Regions from separate parts of the Sus scrofa genome. Here region 2 is linked to region 1. Evidence: chromatin contacts called from public Hi-C data. All regions are on one chromosome and are shown on one strand. Each heading gives the region's core, a stretch centred on a gene start, on an enhancer-like site or on the middle of the called end of the contact. The rest is flanking DNA. Distances are from core to core; before and after follow the strand shown.

Region 1 (5,482 bases), core at 2,636-5,135:
TTTGATTGTTTTTCCTGGGAGTACAGAGTGAGAACTGGAAAACAACGGGTAGCCAAGGGGTGTCCCAGAAATGGGACACGTGGGGGCACAGAGGGATGCCGCAGATGCAGGAATGAACATCACCCGTTGCTGGTGTGACGTGACCCAAAGCCAGGAAATGGGTAGGAAAATCTCGCCCTGACCAGACTCCTTTAGTTTCCCGACCTGTCCCGGCTTTACGTGAATCCACTTAGCTCCTCTGGGCAGAGGGGAGCGTGGCGGCACCTCTTCAATTAGCCCGTAAACAGAAGTTGGTTTTCTAGTTGTTGTTGTTTTTTATGGCTACACCTGCAGTTCATGGAAGTTCCCACGCAGGCAAGGGGTCAAAATCAGAGCTGCAGATGGCAGCCTATACCACAGCCACAGCAACGCGGGATCCTCTAACCCACAGAGCGAGTCCAGGGATCGAACCCGCATCTCATGGATACTGGTCGGGTTTGTTACCGCTGAGTGCCATGGGATCTCCTAAACAGAAGAATTATAAGGATCACAAGGAAATGTGCAGCGCAAAAATCCCATTCAAATGTCTGTGTGTCAGTGAAATATCTGCCACATGGCAGGACAGGAAGTTCCTCTGGATGACCCACTGCTCTGGGCAAATAAACCTCTGAAACAATTTATGAGAGTAAACTCAACCAGGAGGACTCATTCATTCTGAATTGTGCGTGGAACGGAGCCGGTCTGCAGAGCTTTAATTCTATTAATTACAGCAGTGATTCAGGAGATCAGCCTTCGCTCACGTTTCATCAGGCTCCTTGCAACAGGATGGGCGTCTCCCTCCTTTCCCTGCATCCTACCCCCAGGCGGAGAGAAAGACAGGGGGAAACCCTACTATTCCCTGAACACTTGCTACCTGCCCAGCGTTTCCTGGGGGAGAGCTCCACAGCCCCTCTGGGATAGGGGTTTTTTTCAAGGGTTGGGAAACGGAGCTTCCGGGAGGACCATGGTCTTCAAGGTCAAACTGCAAATCAATGGCAGAGCTGGGATTTCCGAGCGTCTGGCTTCGAGTTCCGCGTGCTCCCTCCTGCTCCAGCAGCTTCTTCTCACTATGTAATTAAGAAAAAAATAACAAGAACATCAAATAAATAAAGAACTCAGTCCTGTCTGTCTCAGTGGTCTGTTCCCCAGAGTTCTTCCCAGCTCACGGGACGTGGATATTCCGCACATTTCATGGTTACTGGGATGAAACTCCCAGGGAACAGAGGCTGGTGTGACTTTTCCTCGAGTCTCTGCAGCGATGAGCAAAGGTCCCGCAGAGACCTCCCGTGGATGGGCTTTGGGGCCCAGACTGTATGACTAGGTCCATATCCAGGCCCTGCCGCTCGCTAGCTGTTCCACTCACTGCACGGTCCTTGGCCTCCCTGTGCCTCAGTGTCCTTATCTGTGAAAAGGAGAAGGGGATGAATCATCCTCGTCCCTACCTCATAGTGGCATTAAGCGGATTAGATGAATTAATACTTGCAAAAGACCTAAAACGGTGTTTGACACAGGTAATCACTCACTAAGTGTTAGCTTTTTATGTGTCCAGGGGCGTCAAGTGCCCAGAGCTTTAACGTTCTTTGACTGATTCCTTTCAGGGGCAGAGGACTTCAGATTTAACTTACTGGAGTTCCCATTAGGCTCAGAGATAACAAATCCAACTATCTCCCAACTAGGCTCGGGTTCAATCCTTGGCCCCGTTCGGTGGGTTAAGGATCCGGTGTTGGCGTGAGCTGTGATGCAGACATGGCTCGGATCTGGTACGCCTGGGAAATTCCACCTGCTGCGGTGCAGCCCTAAAACAAAAAAGAAGAAGAAGAAAGAAAGAAAGAGAGGGAGGGAGGGAGAGAGAGAGAGACAAAGAAAGAAAGAAAGGAGGGAAGGAAATAGATCTAACATATCTCTCTGGTCCCTCGTAAAATACTTTACCTTTTCGTAGTGTATGAAACCTTTTCATGGTTTCCTAGCAGTTTTCGCCCGTGATTGCAGATGACTGTACCTGTATGAGCTAGTACTCAATAAATATTTGATGATTGAATGAAAGCAGAAATTTTAGAGACTGAGTTACCGAGTGCAGCAAAAACTTGCCCAAGGTCACCTGAGGAGATGGCAGTACAGCTCAGACTTTCTGACAAAGAATCAGTGTTCTTGCCCCTACGGTCCCTCCGGCCACAGAAGCTTAGTCCCCTGACAGTCCTGCTCAAGGGTCTCCAACCCCCGTGCACGTCCACTGCCTTCTCTTGCCTGGGCTGTCTCTCCTTTCAGTAAGCTTGAAATTCACCGGTCATACAGAAAGCATTTTATCTGCCCTTCCACATACAAATTCTTTCCACTGGGATTTCTTGGTGTTCGGCTCCACCCCAGCCCACACGGCCATAAACACTCATCCGTCTACAGCCCAGCCCCGGGGATCCAGCCCCGGGGATTCCAGAAATAACAGCAGGGCTCTCCACTAAAATGCTGAAACATAGTAAGGTATTTCTGCTTTAAGACACACACAAGCTCTTTCCAGCCCAGGCCTCTCCTGTCGGTCAAAGCACAAAGCAACCTTTGCGAGTCAGGACTGGGAGGGGCAGCTGGGAGGGAGTTTAGATTTCTGGAAAGTCCAAACCTTCTCCGGCCATCTGTTGGCCCTCAGATCTTCCATTCTAGAGTCTTCAAGTCTGTTCCAGGCTCTACTTGGAATCTGAAATTCTTTCTCAGCAGTGGCTTTCTTCACTTTCAATGATCCATTTTCCCTGTGTTGGGCTGGACCTGGAATCATGGTAGCCTGAGCCCAGACACTCAGGACAGCACCTTATTCAGGGAGTGCCAGGAGAGAAGGGAGTGGCTGGAGGGGAGTGCCCAGTTTGAAGCGAAAGGAAAGGGATAGCCATGACCCTGGATAAAAGGCATTTGGGCAGATCATTCTCATGCCAGAAGGGTGTTCACAAGGAGAAAGTCAGAAGTCAACATCTAGAGAGGGAAGTTGAGCTTTGCAAGCGTCCTTTCAAAATTAATACCAGAAAATAAAAAGCATGTACATGTAAGACCACAATGATGGGAAAAATATGAATTTAGACACATGACCTGGGAATGCTGAAAAGAAATATAAAAACAGTTGGGGGAAGAGTGTGTTTCTTCAGATTATCCTTAATCATGTCATTTCCCATTTTAAAGAAAATCGCAACATCTGGCATCGCCAGAGAGACCTGTCTGGACTTTTTTTTTGGTATTTTCCAAGGGAACTTCAGGGTTTAGGTACCCGTCTGAAAATGAATTTCTCGTGTAAGACCCTTGCTTAAGCCGCTTTCTCCAGAAACGAATTCCTCTTTAATGGGGATGGGATTATATCTAATTCGCAGTCCCCATCGCAACGTCATTAAAGGCTGGGTTCTGTGTACTGAGCTTCAAACGTTTGTCACGAATAGGAAGGTGGAGGAAAGAAAGGCATTTGTGCAACAAACAGCCGATGGTATCACCCTCCCAGGCCCGACCTCACCGGGGCTCAGGAGAGCCGCAGCTGCATTAATTAGCCCACAAGATGCAATGCCCCATCTGCAGCGGTGCTGCAGCAGGAGACCCGGCCACTGCAGGAGAGGTCGTGCGAACCGCCCGCTCCCGTGCCGCACCCACGAGGGCTGGGGGTGGCGGGGAGGATGAGGGGAGTTGGTAACAGCATCGCCATGGCAACAGTGACGTCCTTTTACCCTGGATCTAATTGGAGGAAACCCCGTGGCCGAAGCCGCAGCCTGCGAGCCAACCGAACTTGCCCAAGCCGACCCACCCTCCTAGCCTCCGCTTCCCCTCCCGCCCCGCCCCCTTCGCCCCCTTCCGCGCGCTCAGTGCTCATTGGCCAGAGGCGGAGCGGGAGGCGGGACCCTAGGGGACCTCTCGGCGCGCCATTGGGCGGCGGGAGCGAGGGCAGCCGCGCGGCGGCCCGCCTCTCGGCTCCGAGGTAGGCTGAGACGGGAGGGTCCTCGGCTAAAGCCAAAAGCCGATCAAAGTGGTGGGACTCGCGCCGCGGCCGCGGAGACGTGAAGGTGAGCGCCAGGGTCGCCCCCGGCCTTCCTCGGGCCTGGCCGGGCCTGAGAGCCGGGCGGGAGGCCAGCCCCGGGGGGAGCGGCCGCTGGCCTCGACGCCGCTCTCCTCAGGGGCGGCTCCGGCGGGAAGGTGCGGGCCAACGGCCGCTTCCATCTTGGGCCGGGCGGGCGCGGGAGCGGCCCTTCCTCCTCCTCCTCCTTCTCCCGCCCGGGGCCGCCTGGGCGGGCGCCCCCCGGGCCTCCCGGGCGCCCCGTGGGGAGCGTGGGCGGGGGAGGGAAATTCAACTGGGCCGCGCGTGCGGGGACAGACAAAAGGCGCCGCGGGCGGGCGGCCGGGCGGCGGGCGCATTGTCTGACGGCGCCGCCCCCGCCCTCCTGCCCCCGCCCTCCCGCAGGCCCGCCGCACGCCTGCTCGCTGTCCGGGTCGGTGCTCGCCCTCGCTGCCCTGTCCCCGGCCCCATGGAGAAGACGGAGCTGATCCAGAAGGCGAAGCTGGCCGAGCAGGCCGAGCGCTACGACGACATGGCCACCTGCATGAAGGCCGTGACGGAGCAGGGCGCCGAGCTGTCCAACGAGGAGCGCAACCTGCTCTCGGTGGCCTACAAGAACGTGGTCGGGGGCCGCAGGTCCGCCTGGAGGGTCATCTCGAGCATCGAGCAGAAGACCGACACCTCCGACAAGAAGTTGCAGCTGATTAAGGACTATCGGGAGAAAGTGGAGTCCGAGCTGCGGTCCATCTGCACCACGGTCCTGGTGAGTGTGCGACCCTCCGGGGGCGGGAGGCCGGGCGGCGGGAGCCGGGGAGCCGTGCGTCCCGGGGCGCCGGGGCCCCTTTGTGTAAGGCCCTCCCTTGAGAATTTCACGGGGACCGAGTCGGGCCGGGCCTTTCCCGATTGTCTGCCGACGTCGAGGGTTTGAGGAGGTTATAGCCTTGGCCTGCTCGCTGTGTTATTTCAGTTCTTGAGATCCAGAAGCTGCTTCTCCCCGCCCCAGTGGTAAGTAGGTTTTTCTTAGATGCTGGGTTGCTTCCCCACCATTGTAACTTTGAAACACGCGAGTGGGTTTGTACAAGACTGAGCATCGTGTTCAAGCTTACAGAGGAAACCTGGGAACCCTTTAAATGTAGTTAATCAATTCATAGGCGTCAGGCTTCCTTTGAAAGAAGGTGCCGGGCTCCTGTTCGATACGTGTGTGAGCAAGGCTTGGTTTTCTTTCCAAACCTAGTCGTGGAACTTTACGAAAATCTGAATGGGTGCTTCATTTTTCAAGCAAGAGTATCTGTTGAGCTTTTTCCTTGTTAAAAACGGGGAAAGGGGGGAATTTGGTAAAAGTGAAAAGAGCACCGCTAAATCGAATGTCCTGCCAAATTTCAGTACCTGACAGCGTTTCCTTGCTATGACATAGCTACGCTGAAACACGAATGTGTTGAAGTGAATTCGTAT
Region 2 (5,422 bases), core at 2,203-4,702, 57 kb after region 1:
TAGGGCCGCACCTGCAGCACACGGAGGTTCCCAGGCTAGGGGTGGAATCAGAGCTGTAGCCGCCGGCCTACACCACAGCCACAGCAACGCCAGATCCAAAGCCCACTGAGCAGGGCCAGGGATTGAACCGGCAACCTCATGGTTCCTAGTTGGATTTGTTTCTGCTAAGCCATGACGGGAACTCCTGTTTTTCATTTTTCTTTCTAAAAGGGTCTAAAATACATTAAAACTTCTGAACTAAAATCCTGGGAACTGGAGTCCTTTGGAGACAGTCACATTGCAGTGACGGGGTCTGTTGTCTGATGGGGATTTGTGGATTGACTCCTTTTTTTTTTTTTGCTTTTTAGGGGCTCATCCGCAGCATATGGAGGTTCCCAGGCTAGGGGTCAAATAGGAGCTACAGCTGCCAGCCTACACCACAGCCACAGCCACAGCCACACGGATTGTTAGCCCACTGAGTGAGGCCAGGGATTGAACCCACAACCTCATGGTTCCTAGTCGGATTCAATTCTGCTGCACCACAAAGGGAACTCCGGCTCCTACTTTTAGCTGCTGTGGCTCTGGTGTAGACCGGTGGCTACAGCTCCGATTGGACCCCTAGCCTGGGAACCTCCATGTGCTGTGGGTGCGGCCCTAGGGGGAAAAAAAAAAAATATATATATATATATATATATATATATAAACATAAAAGAACCACTTCTGTGTTAAGGAGAGGACACCAGGATCCAGTCAATTTGTTCATGCACTTTTCAAATGGGCCATGGTGCCTGTGTAACAAATTACCTCCAAGTTAGGAGCTTGAAACAAATATTATTTCCCAGTTTTTGAGGGTCAAAAATCAGGGAATGGCCTGTGTGGGAGGTTCTGGCTCAGGGTCTCTCATGGGGCTGCAGTCAAGCTGCTGGCTTGGGGTCTGCAGTCATCAGGGCTGCCTAGAGCTGGGAGTCCCGTCCAAGCCCACACATGCAGTCTTTGGCAGGTCTCGGTTGTGGGCTGGTGAACTCTATTCTTATGCACCTCTCCGCAGGCTTCTTGGATTCTTTCTTTTCTTTTTTTTTTGCTTTTTAGGGATGCCCTTGCAGCAAATGGAGGGTCCCAGTTTAGGGGTCGAATCAGAGCTGTAGCCGTTGGCCTACACCACAGCCAGAGCAATGCTGGACCCTTAATCCACTGAGAGACCAGGAATTGAACCTGCGTCCTCCTGGATCCTGGTCAGATTCGTTTCCACTGAGCCACGATGGGAACTCCTCCCAGCCTTTTTGAATGTTCTCATGATATGATAACTGGCTTCGAATGAGCGACCCAAGAGAGCAAGCAAGTAAGAGAACGCCTGGGATGGAGGACAGTCTCCTATACCCTAACCTTGGACGTGAAATACCATTACCTCTGCTGTGTGCTCTTGGCTCCACAGACCAGCGTCGGTCCAGCGTGGCAGGGGACCATGGGGCCGTGAGTATCAGGAAGCAGGGACCATTGGGGCCATCAGGGAGGTTGGCTATCACAGTGGCTACCAAATCTGTCAGGTACTTATATTCCATAGGGTAAATTTAAACCTAACAGTTTTAATTTTATAGATTTATTTATTTATTTTTTTGGGCTGCACCTGTGGCATATGGAAGTTCCCAGGCTAGGGGTCAAACGGAGCTGCAGCTGCCGGCCTACGCCACAGCCACAGCAATGCTGGATCCTTAACCCACTGAGTGAGGCCAGGGGAACCTGTCTCCTCAAGGATACTAGTAGGGCTCATTACTGCTGAGCCACAATGAGAACTCCACAACCATCACATTTTTATGTGGTACATTAAAAAAAAAATTTGCAGAGATGAATCTTTGCTTTTTGATTAGGAATGCCATTAATGAATGTTTAATGAAGGCATTTTATACTTCAGATGAATAGACCAGATTCAGGTAAGCCGAAAATGCACAAAACCAGTTAATTACGGATAATAACGGCTGGGAAAGATGTTGCGATTTTACCAAGGCATACCACAGTGAACCTAAGTTTAAACCACAGTTTGAGTATTTTATCAGGAGTAGTCTTGAAACTTTACCAGGCAGGACCAATAATTTACTCCTAACAATTTACCATTTCATAATCGGGGGAAGGCTGTCCCCATTCACTCCCAAGTGGAAAATGTGTTATGTTCTACTTGTATCAACTTTAGTTGAACCAGAATAGCAACTCCCTTTCAACGTTATTAGAATGTTTTACTCAGTACATTCCACCACACCAGAGCTAAAATTACGCAAAGGATTGCAAAGCGGAAAGGAATCTGACTAGCACCCATGAGGTTGCGGTTCGATCCCTGGCCTCGCTCAGTGGGTTAAGGATCCGGCGTTGCGCCGAGCTGTGGTGCAGGTCAGAGGCGCCTGGGATCCTGCGTGGCTGTGGCTGTGGTCAGGCGGCTGTGGTTCAGATTTGACCTATAGCCTGGGACCCTCCATATGCCGCTAGTGCGGCCCTAAAAAGCAAAAAAACCAACCAACCCTCCCGCCCAAACTTCCTTGGCAAATTTCCAATCAAAGCTGAAGTGCCCAAACACAGTACTGAATTTCAAGAAGTTGGCTGGACGATTCAAGACCCTGTACGGGTAGATGAGGAGTTAGGCCTAAGATATAGTTTCTGAAATACTTGCAGACTCTACGTACAGCAGGGCCACGGGAAAATGTGCATTAAGGAAGCGCTTGTTTATTTCCCTCTTGCAAAGCCTTTTTCGTTACAACGACAGAGGGAGGCTTAATGTGCCCAGGGGGTCCGACGCCCAAACCAAGTTGCACCCCATTTGCATCTGGGCTGCTGGGCTGGCAGAAGCAGCGCGCGGACGCGAGGCCTCGGGCTCCCAGGAGCCCGTCTTTCGTCGCGGACACTTCGTCGTTGGGTCGTAACCAGGAGCACGCCCCGCCGGGCTCCCCCTCGTCCGCTCCGGGCTCCAGGCGGTTTCAACAGCCCGTTTAGCAAAAAGGGTAACAGGGATCCTAACCAGATGTGGGTGGGACCGAGACGACGGAGGCGGCTGGACGCACCTCTGAGGGCCTACTCGCGAGCTCCCGCCTCCCTCGCGGCGGTCACCCGGGGACAGAGGCGAGGCTCCACGGGGTCGAGTCAGGACGCCGCGGGCAGCTCACGGAGCCCTCGCGGGGCTGAAGGGGGCGGGCAGAGGGGCGGTGAGATGGCAGCGCGCCTGCGCGGGGCGGGGCGAGCGAGGCCCTCCCAGCATGCCGCGCGGCGCCCGGCTTCCGGCGGTGGGCGGGGCGGGCGTTGGCGGCGGGCGGAAGCGGGCTGAGCCAGGCCCTGCTCCGCTGCCTGCGCTTCCGGGGGGCCTAGAGTCAGGCTCCAGAGTCTTCCGGTAGGCGGCGCGGGAGGAGTGAGAGGCTTGAGGGGACAGGCCAGGCGGATCCCGTTGTCCCCCAATGTGAGCAGCGTCCTGAGCCCCAGTCAGGCGAAGGCTGCTCGGAGAGGTGGAGCCGGTTGCCGGGCCGGGAACATGAGGCAGTGTGCGCTCTTCCTGACCAGCTTGGTTCCTATCGTGCTGGCGCCGCGACCGCCGGACGAGCCGGGCTTCGGCTCCCCTCAGCGACTCGGTAAAGACCCTGGGAGTTGGCTTGGGCCGGCACCGGGTGCTTGGGGAGCGCAGCTTTCGGGAAAGAGCAGGGAAGCGGGATCTGTCAGGTGTTTGGGGGCGGGGTGTGGACGGCTGTGCGCGTCCCGAGGTTTTCAGCGTGGGAAGGGGGTGTGGCTCTCGGACTTCGGGGAAAGAAGGGAGATGGGCTCGTCTCCCTGAACGGGGGAGGGATCCTGGAGGGGGCCTCCGAGGGGGACTCGGGGCCTGGGAGGGGTCTGTCCCCTGAGTCTGTGTTTGGGAAGAGGTGAGGCGGGAGTGATGGTGGCTCGCGTTTGGAGAGGAGGATGCGGTCCAGATCCCTGCCCTCCTGAGGAACAAACCTATATTGTGTTCCTACCAAAGGCGGGATTCTGGAGGAGGAGAGGAAGCTCCGCAGCTCTTCCTGGCTCTAAAAGGAGCGAACTCGATTTTCTGCTGTAGGGGGTACTTAGTAATCTGGTTGGAAGGCAGTGACTGGAGCGCTCAAGAGTTTCGTTTTGCGAACACCATAAGCGTGTATTTAGTTATTTAAATTGGAGCTTATTGGAGGTGCTGGGGTGGGGGCGCTTAAATTTACCGGGCCAACTGGTAATGCTGCTGCTGTGAATGCCTGCCTTGCCATTTTAAACAGATTATCAGGAATCACCAATTTGATTGAGCCTAGAAAGTAGGTGATTTAGATTTTCTAAAGAGCTTGGATTAAGGATGGACTAACATTAAGAGATGTGTAAATTGCTGGCAGTTAATTTGTGTCAAGGTGTAGTGACTGGGTTCTTTATCAGTTAAAAAAAAGTTGGCATGTGAGAGAGTTTAATTAACTGGTAATAAAGTATGAACCAGTATATTTTCCCAGTGTGAGAAGTTAGAGCCTCAGTGATTTTTCATGGTGGTTTTGGTCCCCAAACCCTACCGTGATTGCATGTATAGTATCGGGCAGATGGAGACTTTGTGTGGATTTTCTTTATGGCTAATAAAACTTGCATTATTTTACCCGGAACTTCCTTATAATTGACTGAGGGTGTTAATGATGGCTACGCTCTCACCTGAACAACTGCTTTGTCAGTCACCTTAAATTGAAATGGATTACAGGTGATTAGTCTAATGACAGGCTGGGGAGAACCTGGTAGGAAGTGCTGAGATGTGATACGTTAATACAAATTGAAAAAAATGGGGAGTTAGGGATGGTCATGATGGAGGAATAGGGTAAGAGCCATGTGATAAGGATAAATGTTAATAAAATGAACAAACATGGAGTTACTGTCGTGGCCCAGCAGAAGCAAATCTTTTTTTTTTTTTTTTTTTGGTCTTTTTGCTATTTCTTGGGCTGCTCCCGCAGCACATGGTGGTTCCCAGACTAGGGGTCGAATCGGAGCTGTAGCCACCGGCCTATGCCAGAGCCACAGCAACTCGGGATCCGAGCCACGTCTGCAACCTACACCACAGCTCACGGCAACGCCAGATCATTAACCCACTGAGCAAGGGCATGGATTGAACCCGCAACCTCATGGTTCCTAGTCGGATTCGTCAACCACTGCGCCACGACGGGAACTCCACAAGCAAATCTTGACAAGGATCCATGAGGTTGCAGGTTTGATCCCTGGCCTCGCTCAGTGGGTTAAGGATCCGGCATTGCTGTGAGCTGTGGTGTAGGTTGAAATTGAGGCTCGGATCCCACATTGCCGTGGCTGTGGCGTAGGCTGGCAGCTACAGCTCCAGTTCAATCCCTGGCCTGGGAACCATATGCCACTAGTGCAGCCCTAAAAAGCAATAAATAAATAAATAAGCTAACATGTATTTCGAGGTATTAAAGTTATATTTTTA

Evidence for each region. A called contact is a pair of places that touch in the nucleus more often than the background predicts.
Region 2: a contact with region 1 is called in a Hi-C map of liver, with 7 times the contacts expected there. The contact joins the promoter of ADAM17 here to the promoter of YWHAQ in region 1. A contact is called at or near these places in 7 of 47 Hi-C or Micro-C datasets (alveolar macrophages, blood, heart right ventricle and 2 more) and 2 of 2 datasets of contacts at active chromatin or transcription factors (alveolar macrophages and skeletal muscle).

What each region holds. Positions count from the first base shown.
Region 1 is chr3:126,734,910-126,740,391 of Sscrofa11.1, forward strand. It overlaps YWHAQ (14-3-3 protein theta), which reads left to right and starts at 3,886. Exons shown (of 6, transcript XM_021087862.1): 1 at 3,886-4,040; 2 at 4,436-4,793. The coding sequence starts at 4,500.
Region 2 is chr3:126,792,178-126,797,599 of Sscrofa11.1, forward strand. ADAM17 (ADAM metallopeptidase domain 17) reads left to right here and starts at 3,453. Exons shown (of 19, transcript NM_001099926.1): 1 at 3,453-3,581. The coding sequence starts at 3,485.